Regions from separate parts of the Mus musculus genome. Here region 2 is linked to region 1. The links are chromatin contacts, called in public ChIA-PET maps. All regions are on one chromosome and are shown on one strand. Each heading gives the region's core, a stretch centred on a gene start, on an enhancer-like site or on the middle of the called end of the contact. The rest is flanking DNA. Distances are from core to core; before and after follow the strand shown. Region 1 holds the start of Mtmr12 (myotubularin related protein 12). Region 2 has its middle 14 kb from the start of Sub1.

Region 1 (4,338 bases), core at 382-2,881:
ACAAAGAGAACCTGACCACATTACCTCTATGGACTACAGGGTGAAATGTAAGGTGACCCTGTCTCTCCATATCAAGTTCTGACAGAGGAAGTGGTTTTTATTTGAAAATTACGACTGAAAATAGGTTCCATTTTAGTACTCTCCACTAGATGCCTTGATTTCAAGACACACATGCAAATGCTGCAGGCCCCAGGTCTCTGATATCTCATTTCAGGCCCACCTGTTTTCCACCTTAGCAAGTGAGAAGTGGGAAGACATTTGGAGGCAGTAAATTTGGTAGAGCATCTACCTGCACACAGACAGATTGCAGAAGCTAGGCATGGTCGTACTACCTTGAGTTCTAGCATTCGGGAGGCAGAGGCAAGCAGAGCTCTGTGACTTCGAGGCCAGACTGCTCTACATAGTGAGTTCCAGCACAGCCAGGCTACATAATCGAGAGACAAACAAACAAAATTGCAAAAGCAGGGAAAAAAAAAACCGCACACAACTTTCACAAATCGAAAATGAGAAGGAGTCTACTAAAAGGTAAGGAACGACTGCTCCAGAAGTCTTCAACATGCTCTAGTTCTGATCTCTTCAATGTCCTCCTCATTCACGGAACTCCAGAACTGGCAGCCTTCCCTGGGGCCGTCCAGGACTCCTTACCTAGACCTAACGTCCTCTAACGTCCTGACTGAAATACCACCTTTGCAAGAATGAAAGGATTCCTTGTCCCCACCATCTTCTAAGTACTATACAATTAATAATCGCATATCGTTGACTGTTTGTTTCTTTTTACATAAGCTCCCAAGGAGCTCGATCTTTGTTCTGTTCACTGATACTTAGCACAAGCTTTCCAGGATCGTACCTGGCACACAGTAGGAGCGCAGAAAGTATTTCCCGAGTGAATGCACTTCTCGACTAGAATTGCAGTTTGGAAGGGGGGAGATGAAATGGGAAGAAGCGGGAGGAGGATGCTCTGGGCAGACACCGAAAGAGGCCAAGGCCGACCCACATACAGCAGCGCGGACGCAAAGCAGTGCACCACCCGCGACAGAGACGAACTCTCAGGACTCGCGGAGAAAAGTCCCGGGCAGAGCACACACACCGGGCTGCGGGCTGCCGGGGGAACCCCGTCGGGTTCCCGACCACGCAAGCTTTCTCTTCCCTTCCCGGATACCTGGGGCGCCGGAGCCGCCGGACCTCCCGGGCTCCGGCTCCCGCCCACAGGCGCGGTGGCGAGCGACAGGGCCCTGCCCCAGCACCTGCCCGGCCTGCCGCAGGGGTCCGGGCCGCGGCCAGCCCGGGAGGCCCCAGAGCGCCCCGCCCGGCACCCCGGCAGGAAGCGCCCCTGCCCCGGCCGCTCCACCCGCCGCCGCGCTCGCCCGGCGCACTCTCACCTCAGGGCGTACGTACGACACGAAGGAGGGCTTGGGCGCCTTGGTGCCGCCGCCACCGCCGACTCCCCCTTTCCCCAGCATCCCGCCGCCTTGCGAAGCAACGAAGCCGAAGCGCGGCGACAGCAGAGGCGGCGGCTCCGGCTCAGGTTCCGGCAGCGGCGGCGGCCACCAGCACCAGCGGCCGGGGCTCCGCCCATCCCTAGGGCCGCGGCGGCGGCAGCAGTACCGCCCGCATCCGGCTCCGCCGCTGACACCGTTCGCTCCGCCCAGGCCACGCGCCCCGCCTAGCGACCGTGGGACACGCCCACCGCCGCTCGCTCTGCTCCGGCTGAGGTCCCGCCCACAGCATGGGACTGGCCACGCCCACCCCTTGTTGGCCGAGGTATTTGCTCTAGCCAATGCGGAGAGCGTTCTCTCCGGGCTTCCCCACGATTGGCTAGCGAGAATGTCGCCATTTGCCCAATGGTCCTGCCGTCGCTAAGTTGTTGCGGGCAAGTCGTTCTACCCATTTTGCTTCTTTTACTGGCCAGCAGCTTTGAAATTCAGCTTGCTGAACAGAATGCCTCCGCAGAAGCTTCAAAACCACACCGACGACGTTCAGACTTTAGACGAATGAAGAGAGACAGAGCGGATAGGAACTGACTAAAGTGACGTAAAATGTTGTGTTCAACTTCAAACTTCTTTTGTTTGTCGCTTGGTTTCTAACTGGTAAGATATCAAAAGCCCTTAAGACTTATCTGCTCTCCCAAGTTATCGACAAACCTCTCATATTAAGCCAAGATAGCAAATAAAACACACACACACACACACACACACACACACACACTATTCATTTCTATTCATTTGAATTCCACCTTTGGGGCACTTGCCTCGCGTGAGCAAGACCAAATTGAATTCTCCCTGTGGAGCATTGTGTTAGAAGAATAAGATACGATGCAGCTCACCCGAAGTTGTTCCATCTACTGTGAAAAGCCAATAAACATTTGCAGTTAATTTTTCAAGTGTCAGGCACCTTGCTATGCCTTAGTCTGACCAACTGCACCACCCCCTTGTATTTCTTTTAAAATTCCCAACTAAGTACTACAAGTGACACGGAAGGGTGGTTAGTGCACACCTGCTATTCCAGCACCTGGAAGGCCAGACAGAAAGATAGTGAATTTGTGGCCAGCTCGGACTACTTAGGAAGTCCCCAGGCAACCTAGATCACAAATAAGACCTTCCTCTCAAAACCTAGCAATTAACTGTGCTTTTCCACGTTGGTTCCCAGGAAGGAGAGGTGACCTCTCTGATTCCGATATGCCAGACAGATTCTGTTGCTTTTGTTTCCAGGATCTGACCCAACCCATAAACAGAAATGCTGGCTTTTGATAGAAATTCACCAAGCAAATGTCCCTTTCTGCCGGCCGTCAAGCTAACGTTAAGTGTTACTAGATCACCCTGATCTTTAACATCTGCTGAAGGTCAAGCCCTGTTGTAATACGACTCTGAAAACTTGACACTGTCTCTGGGTCTGTACACTTCCCAGGAATGGGAGCCAACAAAAGAAACGTTTTAAATACCAAAAAACCAGCTGGTTTGCCACCCTCTTCTGATTGTGTCCGTCCCCCTCCCCCATGTGATACTGTGAGGAAGAAGTGGACTTGGAGATTATTGAGCCTTGAAGGAATGCCCTTATGAGATCAGAGGGTTCTGGCTAACCCTCCCCCATTGAGAGAACTCAGCAAGAATGTGTCACCATTCTGGGCTGGAGAGTTGGCTCAGTGGTTAAGAGCATTGATGGCTCTTCCAGAGGTCCTGAGTTCAAGTCCCGGCAACTACATGGTGACTCACAACCATCTGTAATGGGATCAGATGCTCTCTTCTGGTGTATCTGAAGACAGCTAGTGTAGTCACATAAATAAATCTTAAAATAAAAAAAAAATGTGTCATCGTTGAATGGCCCACTCTTCCCAACGTGGAATCTACTGATTCTGGAATTCCCTAGACTCTGGAACAGTGAGAAGCAATTTTGTATTGTGTATAAACGATCAACTGTAAGGTACTCTGTTACAAGCAGAGGTATGAGTACACCACTCATACATGTTTCACTCACTGATAAACACTTTTTTTCTTTTTTCTTTTTTTTTTTTTTTTTTTTTTTTTTTTTTTTTTTTTGGTTTTTCGAGACAGGGTTTCTCTGTGTAGCTCTAGCTGTCCTGGTACTCACTCTATAGACCAGGCTGGCCTCGAACTCAGAAATCTGCCTGCCTCTGCCTCCCAAGTGCTGGGATTAAAGGCGTGTGCCACCACTGCCTGTTTAAACACTTTTTTAAGATTTATTTTATTTTGATGTGTGTGTCTATCTGTCAGGGGGGTGTCATATTCCCTGAAGCTGTAGTTATGAGCACTGGTAATACCCCACTTTGGTGCCGAGAAACAAATTCAGGTTAAGAAGAAGTGCTCTTAACTCCACAACTGTCACGCCAGCCTTGATGGGTAATCTTGATTGTCAACTTGATGGAATCTGGAATGAACTAAAGACACACCTATGGGCAGTTCTACAAGAGCATTTCCAGGAAGGATTAACAGGGTGGGTGGGGGCATCTCCTAGTAGGTGGCCCAGATAGCAAAAGATCCAGAGAACACCAGTACAGCTCCATTGCCTGTCTGGGTACTGGCTGAATAGTTTGCCTTGCCACATTGCTGCAACTGTTGTCCCCTTCACTGACGTCAGACTCCAGCCTCACTCAGCTTGACTCTCCAGGACTCTCCTAAGCCTTCAGCACCACATTGGGACTATAAGGCAACCGGCTTCTGTGACTGAGCAGCTACCTGGCTCTCAGACATACAGACAGCCATTGTTAAGACTACAAGGCCCATATGAGTTGTAAGCCTTCTTAGTAAATTCTCTTTATAATAGGTCTCTTTACAGTCCTGTTGGTTCTGCTTATCTAGAAAGCCCTACCTAACACTGCCCCCC
Region 2 (4,428 bases), core at 368-2,867, 190 kb after region 1:
GTTGGGCTACATAGGGCTGTCTCAAAATTCACCAATCAGTTAGTAAATGGGAGTGGATATGACTGGCATACAGTATTATTGTTATCCTCCCAGAATAGCACATGGAGTAGGAAGGTAGCTATAGCCTGGTCTCTAATAGAATCACAGAGGTAGTCAGTCCTTCATGCCTGGACTGCTGGCCTCCAAGCTTCTTGCTGTGTAAGAGCTAGCCATTTACTTGGCCCAGCCACTGTTTTGTGTTCTCTGTTAGGTAAACTCTATGCTCCATCATAATGTAAGGAGGTTACTCATTTCAATTTTTTAATTCCAGTTTGCTGGTGCATTGTGTATTTGGCCATCTTTAGATTTGAATGACCAGCAGGTAAGAGTGAGTGAGTACATTGGAGTTCGACAGCTCTGGTCTGTTAGTCAGGCATTCCATCAGACATAACCCAAGTTCTTTGTGGCTCTACAAAGAAGCTTGCCTCTTGTTGCTGTGACTTGCTTTCTGGAGTGTGTTGTCATTCATAGATGTGGGCTCTTATGTTCTTGTGGTTCTGTGCAGCATAGTCTTGATACTACAGTCTGACCCGTGCAACGGAGAAAACGGACCCACATTTCCAGTTAAGTTGGACCGTAAGAAGGGGATGATGTTTAAGGTAAGCATGATGGTAAACGCCTGTCATCACAGCACTTGGGAGGTGGAGGCAAGTGGACCACAAGTTTGAGGATGGCTTGGGCTTCATACTAAGACTCTGTTTCAAGAAACCAAAAGTATCATGGTGGTGGGTCATACCTGTGATCTCAGTTACTCAAGGAGCTGAGGCCAGAGGATCGCAAACTTGAGGTTTACCTGAGCTACAGGGAGAGTTCAAGTCTAGTCTGCGCCCTAGTAGATCCTGTCTCAATACAAACAAACAAACAAACGAACAAACAAACAAACAATGTGAGGAGGGCCACATATTTATCTCAATGATAAAACTTGTCTAACTTGTGAGAGGTTTCAGGTTCAGTTTCCAATGTCAAACCAACCAACCAGTCAGTCAACCAACCAACCTAATAACATTTAAACACAAAATCAACCAACTAACCAACCAACTAACTGATGGTTATTTGAACACAAAACCGCCTAAAAAATGCAGATTCATTTGATTTGATCTAGTTTTACGTGTGTGATTTTGAGCAAGGGGCTTTGTGAATCTGTCCCTTGTCTTAAACAAGGTCCTAAGGCTCTCTTAAGAAAGTCAGAGAATATCTACAAAGAATATCTCAGGACCAAGTCTGACACATAGTAAGTGACTCAAAAGGATGAGCTTTAAATATTATTATTATTATTTTTATTATTATTATTATTAATCCAGTACCTAGTACAGATTCCTGGCACACACTAACTACTTTTTAATCATTTTCTTGTCAAAAGATAGGACTATAACTCATATAGCGTTAAGTTCAACCTCTTAAACTGTATATGATTTGGAAGGCTTTAGCATGCTCTGATCACAGATCTGGCCCAGTTTTTATTTCCGGGGAAAGAAACTTCACACCCGCTAGCAGTCACTTTGCTTTCGTTTCCAAGCGGCTGGTATGGCACCTTTCTGAGTCAGTCAACCTCAGTAGCTACTGACTTGATCTTGCTGGGTTAAAGAATAAAAGTCCCTGTTTATTCAGCAACAACTGAGATGCTGCCAACACATACAGTGCTCACCTACTACTCGGTAACAAAAAGGACAAGGACAGCAACGCAGCCGCTGATAATGACTGTGCATCCACCCCTTCGTGGGCTCGCGGTGCCAGCGGGCCAGCACAGGAATGTCCTGCGCCTGCGGTTTGCCGTGTAAGAGAATCTGAAGATGGGGAAGGGAAGTGTAGCTGTGCCCTCCTCATCCTCACGCCGCCGCATCTCTTCCTCCCTGCTCCCAGTGGTGGCTGCTAATGGGTCCGAATGAGCAGAAACTGCACCAATGGTCAGGGGACTGCCTCGAAAGCTACCGGGTATTATTAACCTTTTGATTCCAGAAACTTTTCGTAGATAGCGTTATTTTGGTCACACACAAACAAGGGTGAGTCAAAGCGAAAACGGTCTACTTCTCCTTCTGAGCTAAGAGTGCCTGCTCTTCACACCTGCACAGGGTGTGCCATCCCGGATGGTGCCTGGCGGCTGAGTCACAGCTGAAGGAGGAAATGCATTTTTACCTATTGAAAGCAACACCCCCACCCCCACCCCGAGGGGATTCTTATATTTTCATTATGAACCTTCCCTTACGTTTCCTTAACAACCCTCTTCCTCTACATTCTGTTTTCTTTTCCTTCCAATTTCACATCTTTTAGTGTTTCTTAGGGTTTGTTTGTTTGTTGTTGTTTTTCGAGACAGGGTTTCTCTGTATAATAGCTCTGGCTGATTTGCCTGCCTCTGCCTCCCGAGCGCTGGGATTAAAGACGTGCGCCACCACGCCCGGCTTTTTTTTTTTTTTTTTTTTTTTTTTTTGTACGTGTATGCGTATGTGTGGATGCTTGAGTGTAGATGCCCGTGGAGGCTGGGGGACCGGATCAGATCTCCTGGATTGGAATTACAGCTGCTTAGTGTGATGTGCACGAGACAGGAGCTGGGAACTGAACTCAGAGACTTTGGAAAAGCAGGGAGTAAATACTGAACAATCTCTCCACCCCCTCCTATCTTCAAAACTGTGGAGTACACCGAGAGGTCTCTCCCCTGGCTCTCCCCTGCCTTCCTGTTGGTTCCTTGCATTGAACTCAGGTTGTCAGCCATTGTGGCAAGAGCTTTTAACACTGAGCTATCTCACTGGCCCTGGTTGAATGAAAGAATGAATGAATGAATGAACTATTTACTGTTTATTGAGTCCCAGTCTCACCAGGAATTTCATATACAGACCCTAGTTTATAGAGTCCTGCCCGGTTCTGTCCCTATCCATCTAGTGCTGGGACTAAGGGCAGGCACACATACCCAGCCCAATCTTCTGATTTTTAAATAATTTTAAAATTCTTAAATTAGCATACAGAATACTATATATCATTATGGCATTTTCAATCAAATTGTGTCTTACTAGATTCTCCTTACCCCTACCTTCCCCTATCTCCCTGCTACTCCCTCCCCCTTCCAGCCCCTTCTCCTATGTCCCATGTGTCCACCCCCCACCCCCTGCCCACCCGGTCTTGTTTCATAACCTAATCTTACTCTCTTGCTCTCCTTTCTAGCTTTAGATTTTACCCTAATCTACACACACAAACACACATATACACAGACACCACACCACACCACACTAAAGGCTAGATACTACATATGAGAGAGAGCATGTGGTTTTTGAATTTGAGTAATTTAATATAATAGAGGAATGTGGTTCCTCTTTCTCCACGTCCTTACCGGTATGCGTGGTCAGATTTTGTGATAATGGCCATTCTGATTGGAAGGAAGTGATGTCTCAAAGTAGTTTAACTTTTCTTTCTTGTTTTGTGTTATACTTTCTAAGTCTACCCATTTCCCTGTAATTTGCATTTTCTTTGTAACCAAGGAAAATTCCATGATGTATCTGTACCACATTTCCATCCTCTGTCCATCAGCTGGTGAGCACCAAGACTGGGTCCGTCTTCTTGCTACTTCAGGTAGAGTAGAAAGAGGCACAAATGTGCAAGTATCTGTCCGGTAAGACTATGGAGTCCTTGGATACATCCCAAGAGTTGTATAGGTGGATCATGTGGTAGTTTGTTGCGGCCATCCAGCGGCTCACATGGACGGGGTACACCTGTGTGGCAGGCTGGCGCTGAAAGAAAGGGAAACTAGGCGGATGAGAGAGAAATGGAGCCAAGACAATGTTCTGATCAAGGCTCAAATGTTTAATGGCAACTGTGCTTATAAAGGGGGGAGGGGAGGCCCATTCCCGCTAATTCATTCTTGGAGCCCAGGTGCAGGTGATGACATGCAGGATAGGGTGTAGTCTCTGGAATAGGCTCAGCGGCCTCCCAGCAGGTAGCAGTATCTTGAAGAGGAACAGCACACAGTGGCTGAACAATAGAGTGATCTAGGGAGGCTCCATTTTAGGTAATCTCCTTAGTGGCAGCAAAGTCGAGGTCTGGCTCAGCCTGCTTCAGGCTTGAGGGAGGTTACAGTAGTTCTATTTTTAATTTTTTTTTTTTGAGAAACCCAAATACTGATTTCCACAGCAGATAGACTATTTTGCACTCACGCCAGCAGTGGGTGAGGATTGCCCTGGTTCCTCTTTCTCCACGTCCTTACCGGTATGCGTGATCAGATTTTGTGATAATGGCCATTCTGATTGGAAGGAAGTGATGTCTCAAAGTAGTTTAACTTTTCTTTCTGCATCATCATCACTATCATCACCGTCACCAGATCTGCTGAGGAAATGACATCATGGAAAATAAACCAATTTAATCTTAACATGACTCTGCATGGTTTATGGTTTCAAGATGCTAATT

The links. ChIA-PET counts read pairs in DNA pulled down with a chosen protein or histone mark.
Region 2: an RNA polymerase II ChIA-PET map of memory CD8 T cells shows a contact between it and region 1, with 154 read pairs. The contact joins the enhancer-like site here to the promoter of Mtmr12 in region 1. A contact is called at or near these places in 3 of 39 promoter capture datasets (the C10 cell line, macrophages and pre-B cells), 1 of 15 datasets of contacts at CTCF or cohesin (the NIH/3T3 cell line) and 4 of 115 datasets of contacts at active chromatin or transcription factors (effector CD8 T cells, embryonic stem cells, memory CD8 T cells and 1 more).

What each region holds. Positions count from the first base shown.
Region 1 is chr15:12,202,321-12,206,658 of GRCm38.p6, reverse strand. It overlaps Mtmr12 (myotubularin related protein 12), which reads right to left and starts at 1,631. Exons shown (of 16, transcript NM_172958.4): 1 at 1,380-1,631. The coding sequence starts at 1,460.
Region 2 is chr15:12,008,105-12,012,532 of GRCm38.p6, reverse strand. No RefSeq gene overlaps it. Among named protein-coding and RNA genes, the nearest start is that of Sub1, 14 kb to the right of the region's middle. Within about 2 kb of position 1,617, at least 145 of the 459 cell types and tissues checked have an H3K27ac peak or open chromatin away from gene starts, as enhancers often do. A contact at or near this core is called in effector CD8 T cells, memory CD8 T cells and microglia, where this site is marked.